2 separate regions of the Xenopus laevis genome follow, and region 2 is linked to region 1. The links are chromatin contacts, called in public Hi-C maps. All regions are on one chromosome and are shown on one strand. The core of a region is the stretch at or near the end of the contact, and the rest is flanking DNA. Distances in the headings are between cores, read along the strand shown.

Region 1 (5,938 bases), core at 636-3,135:
AACAGAGCTTCAATAAAGGTTAACAATCCACATAGGGGCTACCAAATGACCAATCACAACACTTATTTGGCACCCAAGAACATTTTTCATGCTAGTGTTGCTCCCCAACTCCTTTTTCTTCTGAATGTTGCTCACGGGTTCAAAAGGTTGGGGATTCCTGCTCTCGCTACAGCTCCCAGCACTTTATGTTTATATCACCATCACTTTCTCACATTTGGTTAATCTTCAACCATCAACCTATGCAGCTCCCAATAACCACCATCAGTTGAGGTAGTTGTAGTTCAACAAAAGCTGGAGTCTACTCCATCACTATCTAAATGTATCCACTCCTTCAAAAAAAAAAAAAAAGTCTTGAGTGCATTCAATGACCTAGCATGTGGTATTTCCCATCAATCTCCCAGCTCTGTTAAATAACTGCATATGATGCCTTTGTGCATGAAATTAATCTATCAGAGTGCTTCACCTGCACTTTGGTCTTGGCTCCATCACTGATTAAGCAGGTCTCTGAGCGGCATAGGAACATATGGGCCGAGAGGGAGACATTTGCCTGTGAATTGTATAGGATTAAGTGGAGTTATTGTTTTATTTATTCTGTTTCTTTTGAAGATTCATAATCTATTTTTAAAGGTATTTTAGAAGCCAGTTGTCCAGAAAGTCTGTGCGTTTACCAGTTGTGCATTGTGTGCCATTGAGCCTGCCTGGGACATGTGTCTGACTTGCAGGTCTGTAGCTCACAAGGCAGATTCAGATCCTCGTAACTTCCTGTTGTAGCCTGATATTGTTTCAGCTGGACTTTGTTCCTTTTGGGCAGTTTGTTTGTATTTGTGCAACATTGTTGCATGCTGGCAGCTGCTGTTGCAGAGTGATGCTGAGGCCGGACCTTCCTTTTGTTGGGCAACTGGCTCACAGACGTTGCTCCTCTCGAGAGTCTGGTTATCACACTTGGCTGCAGACGTTACCACGGGCTGGGGTATATTTCTTCTAAACAGCAATTGCCTTTCTCCGGTGCAAATAAATGGATGTTTATTAAAGAAACAGATGTATTTTGCTTGGAAACTGAGCAGAGATCACTTTCTATAAACATCCTTTTCAAAAGCCATTATTTTATAATAGAGACCCACAACCTGTGGCACTCCAGCTGTGCACGAACAAAAGCTCCCAGCATCCTTCAGCCATTGCTATCGCTGGAGAGCGGTTGCTTTTGCATATTGCTGGTTTGCATTTAGGGCTAGTCCACACGGGGAGATCGGCAGGCGTTTGCGGTCGCGGCGACAAAGCGCCGCGCCAGTCGCCGCGACCGGCGCAGGCGACAGTTTTGTATGGGCGCCTATGTAAAAACGCCTGTGCTAACCACACCAGGCGATGCGCTTTTCAAAAGTCGCCTGAAAAAGCCTGGCGAGGCATTTTCAGGCGACTGTTGAAAAGCGCATCGCCTCGTGTGGTTAGCACAGGCGTTTTTACATAGGCGCCCATACAAAACTGTCGCCTGCGCCGGTCGCGGCGACTGGCGCTGCGCTTTGTCGCCGCGACCGCAAACGCCTGCCGATCTCCCCGTGTGGAATAGCCCTTAGAGTTTGTGAAATTCATCAGCCATAACCTTTCCTTGGGGCTGCGTTATACATCCAGCAGCCACATTGGTGATCACTGTCCCCCTGCTGCTCTGGCTGAAGCCCTGGGCTTTCGTGGGACCTGAGCTTCATATAACAATATAGAGAGCAGCCTCTGCTGCCTTATGCGTAGATTGGGCATTCCAGGATGGACTTTGAATTTAAACCTCAAAAATATTTGTTTGTTTCTCGGTTAATAGTAATGTTCACTAAGGAACAGCCTTCTACCCCCGCCTCCTCTTTTTGTAGTTTAAAGTTCTATATCCCGTGAATACAAGCAGTGTCTGCTGCAATTCCCAGCCTTCTCAGCCCAGGCATTTCTTAAGTGCGCAATGACTTGTATGGGGTGGTGTGTGGCTCCCTCTACTGGCAGCTCTAAGTAAATACTGGAAAGTGACACATTTTAAAATGTTGGCTTATATGATTTTTATCTGTCTCATTCCACTTTATTACTAATATTTGGCTCTTTATCTTTTTGGTGATGGAACCTCCTACTGACTGGTGGACAGAGGTGTTATGTATAACATTAGTTCAGACGCTTATCTGATAAAATGTTTGTTCAAGGTTTAACGTTTAACTAGAGTTTTGTTGGCAGGGACCGCCATTCAGCTGGGACTAATGACCCTTTCCTTTCCTCTCCGCAGCTTTTACACTTCCCGACCTGACCGAACAGTTCTCACCACCTGATACAGCCCCTCCGCTCCTTATCAAGCTCATAGAAGCCATTGAAAAGAAAGGTAATACACTTGGAACAAAATACTTCAATCACCATTTAACTCTTTAGCCCTAAAAGCCGACTTTATATATGATTCCAAAGTATGGTTACTCTGCTGAATTGTGATTCCTATTTATCATATATATTAATATATGTATAGATAGACAGGAATTTATATAGCTGTACAGTCAAACCCTGATTTAAAGTTTTAATGGATTTTTCTTTTTTTTTTCCTTTCATGTTTTAATGCATATCAATGGGAGCATTTCCCAGATTTTAAATCAGTTTTAGTATCCTGGAAAAACCTGATTATATGAACCCTCATTTTAAAGTTTACGGTTTCATCAAAAAAACTTATCTAGTACATAAATCCGACATTTCGTTTATATATAACCATGACCATAGTGTATGTGAATGTGTTGAGGAGCTTAGAGTGCAAGATCCACCAGGGCAGGGACTGATAGGAATGATGTATAATCTCTGTAAAGCACTACAGAATATGTTAAGGCTATATAAATAAAGAACAATAATTCTATTGCTGTCTCCTAGGTCTCGAGTCTGCAACATTATACAGATCCCAAAGTTCCAGCAGCTTGACTGAACTGAGACAGATTCTAGAGTATGGTATGTACCTTGTCTCCTTCTAGGAATGAAATATTTCTCCTGCAAAATCTGCTTTAGTCAATAGTTTATACAGCGAAACAGTGATTTATATTTTCAGGTTTGTGTTTCGGCATATTAACATCTTAGAAGCTATTGGGCATTCTGACCAGTAGATGGCAATATGTTCCTTTAATATGATATTGCCTAACTCCAAGAATTGCTGTTACATTATAAAGCAGTTAGAGTCCTGCGTGGAACCAATTTGTTAAACCTGAATGCGACCCGCAGCCCTCATAATTACCTAATTGCACCTGCTACCCGACCCGCAAATACCTTTTCCGCAACCTGACCCCTGACCATCAAGAAACAGGAAGTGCTGTTATTATAATCCGGAAGTGACATCATTAGAAGTAGGCATGATCAGAAAGAAAGGAGTAAAACAGGAAGTGCAGTCATTGTAAACTGGAAGTGACATCATTAGAAGTAGGCGTGATCAGAAAGAAAGGAGTAAAACTCGCTATTGGGAAGACCCACAAACCCGGAGAACCGCCGTCCCGTGTCTATACCCAATCCTGAAACTTCTATCTACAACCCACAGGGTACCACAGGTTTTTGCGGGTAACCCGCGTGTACCCGACCCGCTGCAGGACTCTAACAGCAGTACTTTTCCACCTTTTTTTATCTTTTGCTTTGTTTAGGGTGTTGTCTGCTGATTATAGCCCTGCAGTATTATAGGTGCAGTCCATACCTGTGTTCAACGTGAACCATATACGACTGGCATATCATCATTAAAACTACTTTTATGTTTTGTAACATGGTATAGGTGAAACAACGTTTCTGATTTAAACCGCATCAACAGGTTCCTGTAGAAAGGTGTTTTAAATCTGAAATGTTGTTTACATGCCACGCAGTTATAATGGAGATATTGTGACTGAGGATTTAGGACATAGTCATTCGTGCCTCAGGCAGCTTTCTCACCTTTTTGCAAGAGATCACCTCCTTTGCTTGCTGTTACCCATAATATTTACAGGTAAAACACCCACCTGTCCAAATCTGCTCCTAAAACCTGGCCCTTTTGTATAGCAAACTGCCAGTAGTTACTGTGTATTTCTTGAACAACATGATGTATTAACACCTTTTATTTCAAGATGGCTTGATTCCTTTATTTATTATCACATTACAGATGCTGCTTCAGTGGATTTCGAGCAGTTTGACATAGCAATTCTATCAGATGCTTTAAAGCGCTACCTTTTGGATCTGCCAAATCCTGTCATTCCAGCTTTAATGTACAGTGAAATGCTCTCTGCTGCCAGAGGTAAGTTTGTCAAGAGACTGGCACATAATATAAACGTGTAACCATCTTTACATGCAGTATCACTTTTGTCATTGAATACTTAAAGGAAAGATAGAAAGGAAATAAATAGCTATTAAAAAAGTTGAAAAGCTGCTATAATTAGGATCTTCTATAACATTCTAAAATATAACATAATGGTGAACTATCCCTTTCTAAAGGGCACTCATGTCTGAAGTTCTATAGAAACTGAATAAAAAGACATTTTTGGTCAATAAAAGCAGGTCACATTGTGTTATTATTGAGCCACAACAGTTCATAGAAATATATAACAAAAGTATTTCAAAACACAGATTTCAACCGTTTCTTAAACGAAATGCTAATAATACAAGGATGCCCATATAGCGGGGTGCCTGTTGTGTAGCAGCCCTGTTTGTTTGTATGGCTATGGCTTTTCAGTAGAATGATGTGTAATATTTAACAGTATCAAGGACTTTCTATCCGTGTGCAGAAAGAGCTAATTGTTAACCTCTTTATCAGACTTGGCAAAGGTAGTTTTATTTGCAAGGGGACACGGTGTTCTTGGGTTCAGCGGCCTGAGCACCTGCATGTCGGAGGAAGGGTTTATCTTTAGTCTGTGTCCCTGCAGAGCCACAATAGGACGTCTCGGTTCTTACCCACAACTGTAAAGTTCTGTCACGTGTTCCAGAAACAGGATACGGCTTTGATAACCTACACAGTGAAGCAGACGTTTTGGGTGCAATCTTCAAGCTGTACAGTGCATGGCTTGAACACTCACACTTGTTTCCTGTGCAGCTTTAATATACCCTTTAATGTTAGTCATTGATAAGACGTTTATGCTTCCAACCATACGCATGTGTTTGCCCGTAGAGTCCATAAGCTCCGAGGAATATGTGCAGCTATTGAGGAAGATCATCCGATGTGCCAACGTTCCACAGCACTACTGGCTCACCCTTCAGTATCTGCTCAAACATTTCTTTCAACTCTGTCAAAGCGCCAGCAAGAACTTACTGAGTGCCAAGTCGCTGGCAGAAATCTTCAGCCCCCTGCTTTTCAGGATCCAGGTATCCAGGTAAGGAACATTCTTGCTTTTTATCTTCGTCAGTGGGATGGGTGTCGGAGCAACCCTGCAGAGCGATTGTTCTCTCTCATTCTGCTTATTCCGCTGACATGAGTAACTTTCTTAGAGGAGGTGTGAAAAAAGTGTAACACTTTTTTTGTTCAGACGCACTTGCACCTCACTAGTGACGTTGTTTTTTTTTCACTGATTCTATTTTCAATTGGTTAGACATTTAATTGCTCAGCTGCCAAAAAACCTTTCTTGGCATCCCAGCAGCTTTAAGTATTCCACACCCTCCCACCCTGTTCCTTCTTCAAACCTAAACACTTCCCTGCACTGTGTTTTGCAGTTCCGACGGCTCGGAATTCAGCACTCAGATACTGGAAGTTCTGATCACAAGCGAGTGGAATGAGAAGCAAGCTGCTCCAGGTAAGTCTCGTGTTTTACACTATTTACTTTCACTGTATTACATGCATTGTCTATTCTCAGAATAGGGATGCACCGAATCCAGGATTTGGTTTGAGATTTGGTCAAGATTCTGCATTTTTCAGCAGGATTCGGATTCAGCCGAATGCTTGTGTCTGGCCTAACCGTATCTAAATTTGCATATGTAAATTAGGAGCGGGAGGGAAATCACGTGA
Region 2 (5,178 bases), core at 1,996-4,495, 400 kb before region 1:
TGTTTAGATTAACTAAAATGATCAAATAATGCATAAGACCTTGAGGCTGCCATCTCCAATAAATATTAGGCTGAATATAGTTTTACTTTGTACATTGCCAATATCAAAAGCCAGTATCAGAATTAAGTTTCTGCCAGTTAGGCAATTGGTTTCAGGTGGACTTGACCCACCCAAGTATTCACTTAATTTGGAAGATGGTGCGCAGGATCCAATATGCCATATTTATCAAAACACTTTCACTCCCTAATACATTAATCCACTTACAAGGTTTTATAATAAGCATCCTTTAAAAAGAACTTTCATTGTTAATTTATCAACAATGGGCAAATTTGTACCTGGGCAGTAACCCATAGCAACCGATTAGTGGCTGCCGTTTTTCAACCAGTTGCAGGTAGAACAATGAAAGCAAAAGTTTGATAGGTTACCATATGTTACTGCACATGTGAAATAATGCCCAGTGTTGATGAATGAGCTACTCTGGGCTCAGTAACTGATTTGTGCTTAAATAGTGCAAGTTGTACCACGTAGAAAAAAGGTAGCAGGTGGAACAAAGGTCAGACTCTACCACCGAGTACCGGGTAAAATCCCAGGAACCCAGTCCTGGAGGGTCTTGCCACAGCCATCTTAGGTACTGAGTTTTAGAGGGCCTTGACTGATCCACTACCTGGCGGAAGTTTGCCATGTGTTCTGCAGTTATCATTTGATGGCATTTGATATTTGTGGGAATAAAAGACACAGCTCTGTCCATTTATTGGTCGATATAACCTAGGATATCTGTGTCTCCTTGGTTTATGCATGAGCACAATGTCTCATGCAAGACCAAGGTTAGAACCTAATACCTAAAGGACAAGGAAAGTCTGAATAACTGGGGGTGCTGGTTTATTAGGTACCACCCAGTGACTTCATTTCTGACTAGGGGTAGTGTGAGTTGTTCCTGTCCTTATATTATATGAGGGGAGGGAGCACATAGCTCTTCCTCTTTGGACTCCACCAGGTGCCAGTGGTAGATGTTCTGGAGAGCCTAGAGCATAAGGGCCCAGTAAGAAGCTTTGTGCCATAAGGAACTAAATTGAAGTCCGAGAAAGCGACCCCTGAATAAGGTGTAGATGGTGGATAGCAGATGCTCTATTAGCACCCTCTTAGGAGTGGGGAGGTAAATAGGGTAGCTAAAAAGAGCCATTTGTGCTCCACCAAGGAGATATAGCCGGGAGAGTTCTCCAGGTGGTACTCACCAAGTACAAATCTGGCTTTTAAAACACACCTTTCGTCATATTTTTACACAACTTTTTACACCGTTTTATCAGCGAATTTAATTTTATACAGCATAATAAAAATGCCCCTTATTGTTGCCTTTTTATGATCTACACTAACAACTGCCAGTTTGGAAAAAGAGTAAACCATTGTCTGTTATAGATCTCAAAGATATCATGGCCTTGAGGACTGTGTTTCATTATCCAAAACATGTGGGGAAGTAAGGATGTGGGTAGGGGTAAGTGCAGGATCGGACTGGGCCGGCAGGACACTGGGAAAAATACCTGATGGGCCCCTGGCTCTAGTGGGCCCCGCCAGCCCAGATCCGCAACCAGGATCTCTTCTATCTCAGGGCCCCACCTCCGAACCCTGAGGGCTACTGCCTCAGGGCCTCCCTTTCCGACAAACTCGCTGCCGCTCGTGTGCACAAGTGCCCATGTGCGTCAGGGGGCGAGCATGTGCAATAGTGCACATAGTTTTTTGCCACATCCAAACAGTACGTGCACAAGTGCGCACACTGAGAGGAGGGTTACCGGATGGGAGGCCCTGAGGCAGCAGCCCTCAGGGTCTGCAGGGGGGGGCCCAGAGACAGAAGCCCCAGTGGGCCCCGGGCCCCCCAGTCTGACACTGGGTAAGTGGGTAATAGTGGTGGTAGATTGCAAATAATAGTAAGTTCCAGTGGAAGTCACCCTAACAAACAAAAAAGTTGCAATAACGATAAATTTGTAGGCTATTTGTTTTTTAGGTGGGGTCAGTGACGCCCATTAGAAAGCTGGAGAGAGGACAACCCCTTTAAAAAATGGTTATAGTTTATCATACAATGAAAATAGCCAATACATTCTTATGCATCAAATGGGGGGATCCTAAGCTTTATTCCATGGTGCTCTCAATACTGTCCACAAGATCAAACGTTTCGGGACCGCATGGCCCTTCATCACTGCCTTTCGTTATTGCATATAGTTTATCATAGACAGATTTGGACTGGGGCCCACTGGGGCTGCAAACGAAAGGCCCTCCTGGCAGACCCCTGGGACCCCCTTCCGATCTCCAATTCCCGGGTCCGCTGCTTGCACATGCGAGTGCTGCAGCACATTCAGCTCATTTAGTGGCAGCTGGGGGAGCAGGTCTGGGCCGAAGCCCGCAGAGTTTTTTCCTGGCCTAGTCCAACCCTGATCATAGATCACAAATCTAATATTAAATAGAAGTGTATACTGTATATATCTTTAATAGACAATAAGGCACTTTCTGGTTTAGATTCCATTATAATTACAGGTGATATTAGATCATTCCAGTAGATGGTGCTGTTGAAATAGCTTTGAGCGTGGAATACTCTCTGTATGACCCCTTCGTTGCTGTTGTACTTGGAACGACTCCATGAAATTTCACAGATTCCTTTATATAAATATTCACTTGTTAAACATTAATGTTTCTTTTTTTTGACAGTTTCTCTTTTTTTTTCTAGAAAAACATTATTGAACCTGGGAGTGGTTCCTTTCATGTATCTAAAATGTGAAAGGCCTCGGGGACAAGTAAAACCATATTCTCCGAAAAGTCTGACATAATCCCAGATTATTATTTCCTCAGGGCTCCCGGGAATTCTGCGGGCCGTGAAAATGGCAATTATTACGTTTGTTAATTCACGGGATTGAGTTTTATTTGTTTCTGGGCTTGTAAAAAAAAAAAAAAACAAGAAATAATTGGACACAAATATGCAGTAAAATGGCTGACATTGGCGCTGATTTCCTAGAGCCTGCGTGTAAGAATATTTCTACCTCAAATAGCCAAATATTTGATCTGTTTTAACAGGGCAAGTAGGGTTTCTGTAGAGTGTAAGGTTGGTGTAATATTGACACTGCTATGACTTGTTAATATCTCCTATACACAGTGTCCCTATTTGTTCTGTGATAAACACTATCAGCACAGAATGGATCCTGCTATGCACACTCTTTGTGTCTGCCCCATTTCCTGCTTTCCTCTCATTGGCTGTTTTGGGAGGTGGGGCACATGGTCTCATTTCCAACAAGGATCTAATGCAAGATCAACAGCTCAGGCAGCTTAACTCTTTCACAAAGCAAAAAGCTGCCTGCAGGACACAGAGAGGCACAGAAGTGCTCCATGCTGTGGAACTGCACGTGGTCCGGATCCATTTTAGCATTAATCAGCCCCAGAGCGAAAGGCCCTGGCATTTCACAGTGGAAATTGCTATTTCGGGAAAAAAATGTTCGGCTAAAGCAGAATTCAAAACTTATGGTCTGGAAGAAATCAAAATAGTTGAAAACCACATAATTACGGCAAAATACAAAGCGAAATGTTATGCTATTTTCGTAAAAATAATAAAAGGTGTTTGGTATTTTTATGGGACACAAAAATTCTGCGTATATATATATATATATATATATATAGTGAATAAAGTTCCCCCTCTTGTAAAATATAAGGATATTATAAGTTACAGAGGAGTTTCATGACCATATAAAAACACAACGCCGAGTGTTTTTATACAGGTCATGGAACTCCGAGGTAACTTCTAATAGGTAACTTCTAATATCCTCATATTTTACAACTGGGGGTACTTTATTTATTATAATACACAAATTTCAATGAGTCTAGTGGCTGAAATGACATCAAAACTCACCGTTTATAACTGATGACATCAGAACTCACCGTTTATAAGGATATCATTTACAAGATATTCATGGCTTTTGTGTATTATATATATAATGAATAAAGTACCCCCAATTGTAAAATATAAGAATCTTATAATTTACTGAGCAGTTCCATGACTTACACAGGTCATGGAACTCCGAGGTGACTTCTAAAATATGACTGGATTTTATTCACATTTTGGCATAAAGGAACAATACTTTACAACATTTAATTGCCACTGTTTTCTGTTGTATTCCCAGTAGGTAGCCAGGCTATCACAGCATCTGTTATACAATGCACTATAATACAGCTAGGGTTGCCACCTGGCCGGTATTTTACTGGCCTGGCCAGTAAAAATGATGGTTGATCCCAATGTTATTTATAGGGAAAAAAGATAAATATAGGAAGGCCGGTATTTTTTCTAGAAAAGGTGGCAACCCTAAATACCCTAAATACAGCAGGCCCTGTGGTCGTAGGGAGACAGGAGGACCAGGACCACACATTCTGCTTAATAGAATTACCTCCTTCCCCTCTATTTCCTCAACGTTTGTTCTCACATGCAGGCTGTGGGGAGAGGATAAGGGCTGCTGTCAGGGGGAGTCTGTATCCCCCCCAAAGATTTTTTGCAGGGGGGAGGCGTTACCACACCACTGACTTACACCTGCATGGAATGCTGATCCCTTCACTTCTTTATTTTTATGAAATATCATCCCCCCCAGAGGGGATGCGAGGGTTTTGAATCCTGGAACTTTCTTTTGCTCCTCTCCACTTCTGCATACAAATAAAATGCAGAGATAAAATAAAGTATAGTTAAATATATAGAAGATAAAAGGAGAGAAAAGATTTCTGGGAGAAAAATAGAGAAGAGATAGAGAAGCGTTTAACATATAAAGAAGGTGGAGGCATCAGAGAGGGTCATAGAGAAAAGAAGAGGAGAAGAAGAAAACAGGGGAAACAAAAAGAGAAAATGAAGGTATTAAACAGCAGCAGCAGATTAAGTAATAGTGAGAGATTGATATACTGTATATGAAATAATCTTGGGTTTTATAGTATATGATGGGGTTGTTATACCACAATACAAAGGCAAGAAACTGTGCAGAAGCTGGACTGACTGCCAAGAAAAGTCATATGCACAATTTTCGCTTTGGGGTCCCTAAAGGTCACATACTTAGGTAAATCTATGCATACTGGGCATTATACTGCGCATTAGAAGGAAATACCAGAATGGAAATAGCAAAATGATTTTGCTTTAAAGTGGGTGAAACCATAAAGTATTGGTCAGTG

Evidence for each region. A called contact is a pair of places that touch in the nucleus more often than the background predicts.
Region 2: a contact with region 1 is called in a Hi-C map of the XTC cell line, with 5 times the contacts expected there. A contact is called at or near these places in 2 of 4 Hi-C or Micro-C datasets (the XL177 cell line and the XTC cell line).

The regions. Positions count from the first base shown.
Region 1 is chr1L:203,250,673-203,256,610 of Xenopus_laevis_v10.1, reverse strand. pik3r1.L (phosphoinositide-3-kinase regulatory subunit 1 L homeolog) reads left to right here. Exons shown (of 15, transcript NM_001092069.1): 2 at 2,252-2,344; 3 at 2,872-2,946; 4 at 4,109-4,240; 5 at 5,108-5,309; 6 at 5,647-5,726. Among protein-coding and RNA genes, the nearest start is that of pik3r1.L, 30 kb to the left of the region's middle.
Region 2 is chr1L:203,650,523-203,655,700 of Xenopus_laevis_v10.1, reverse strand. No RefSeq gene overlaps it. Among protein-coding and RNA genes, the nearest start is that of LOC108695724, 21 kb to the left of the region's middle.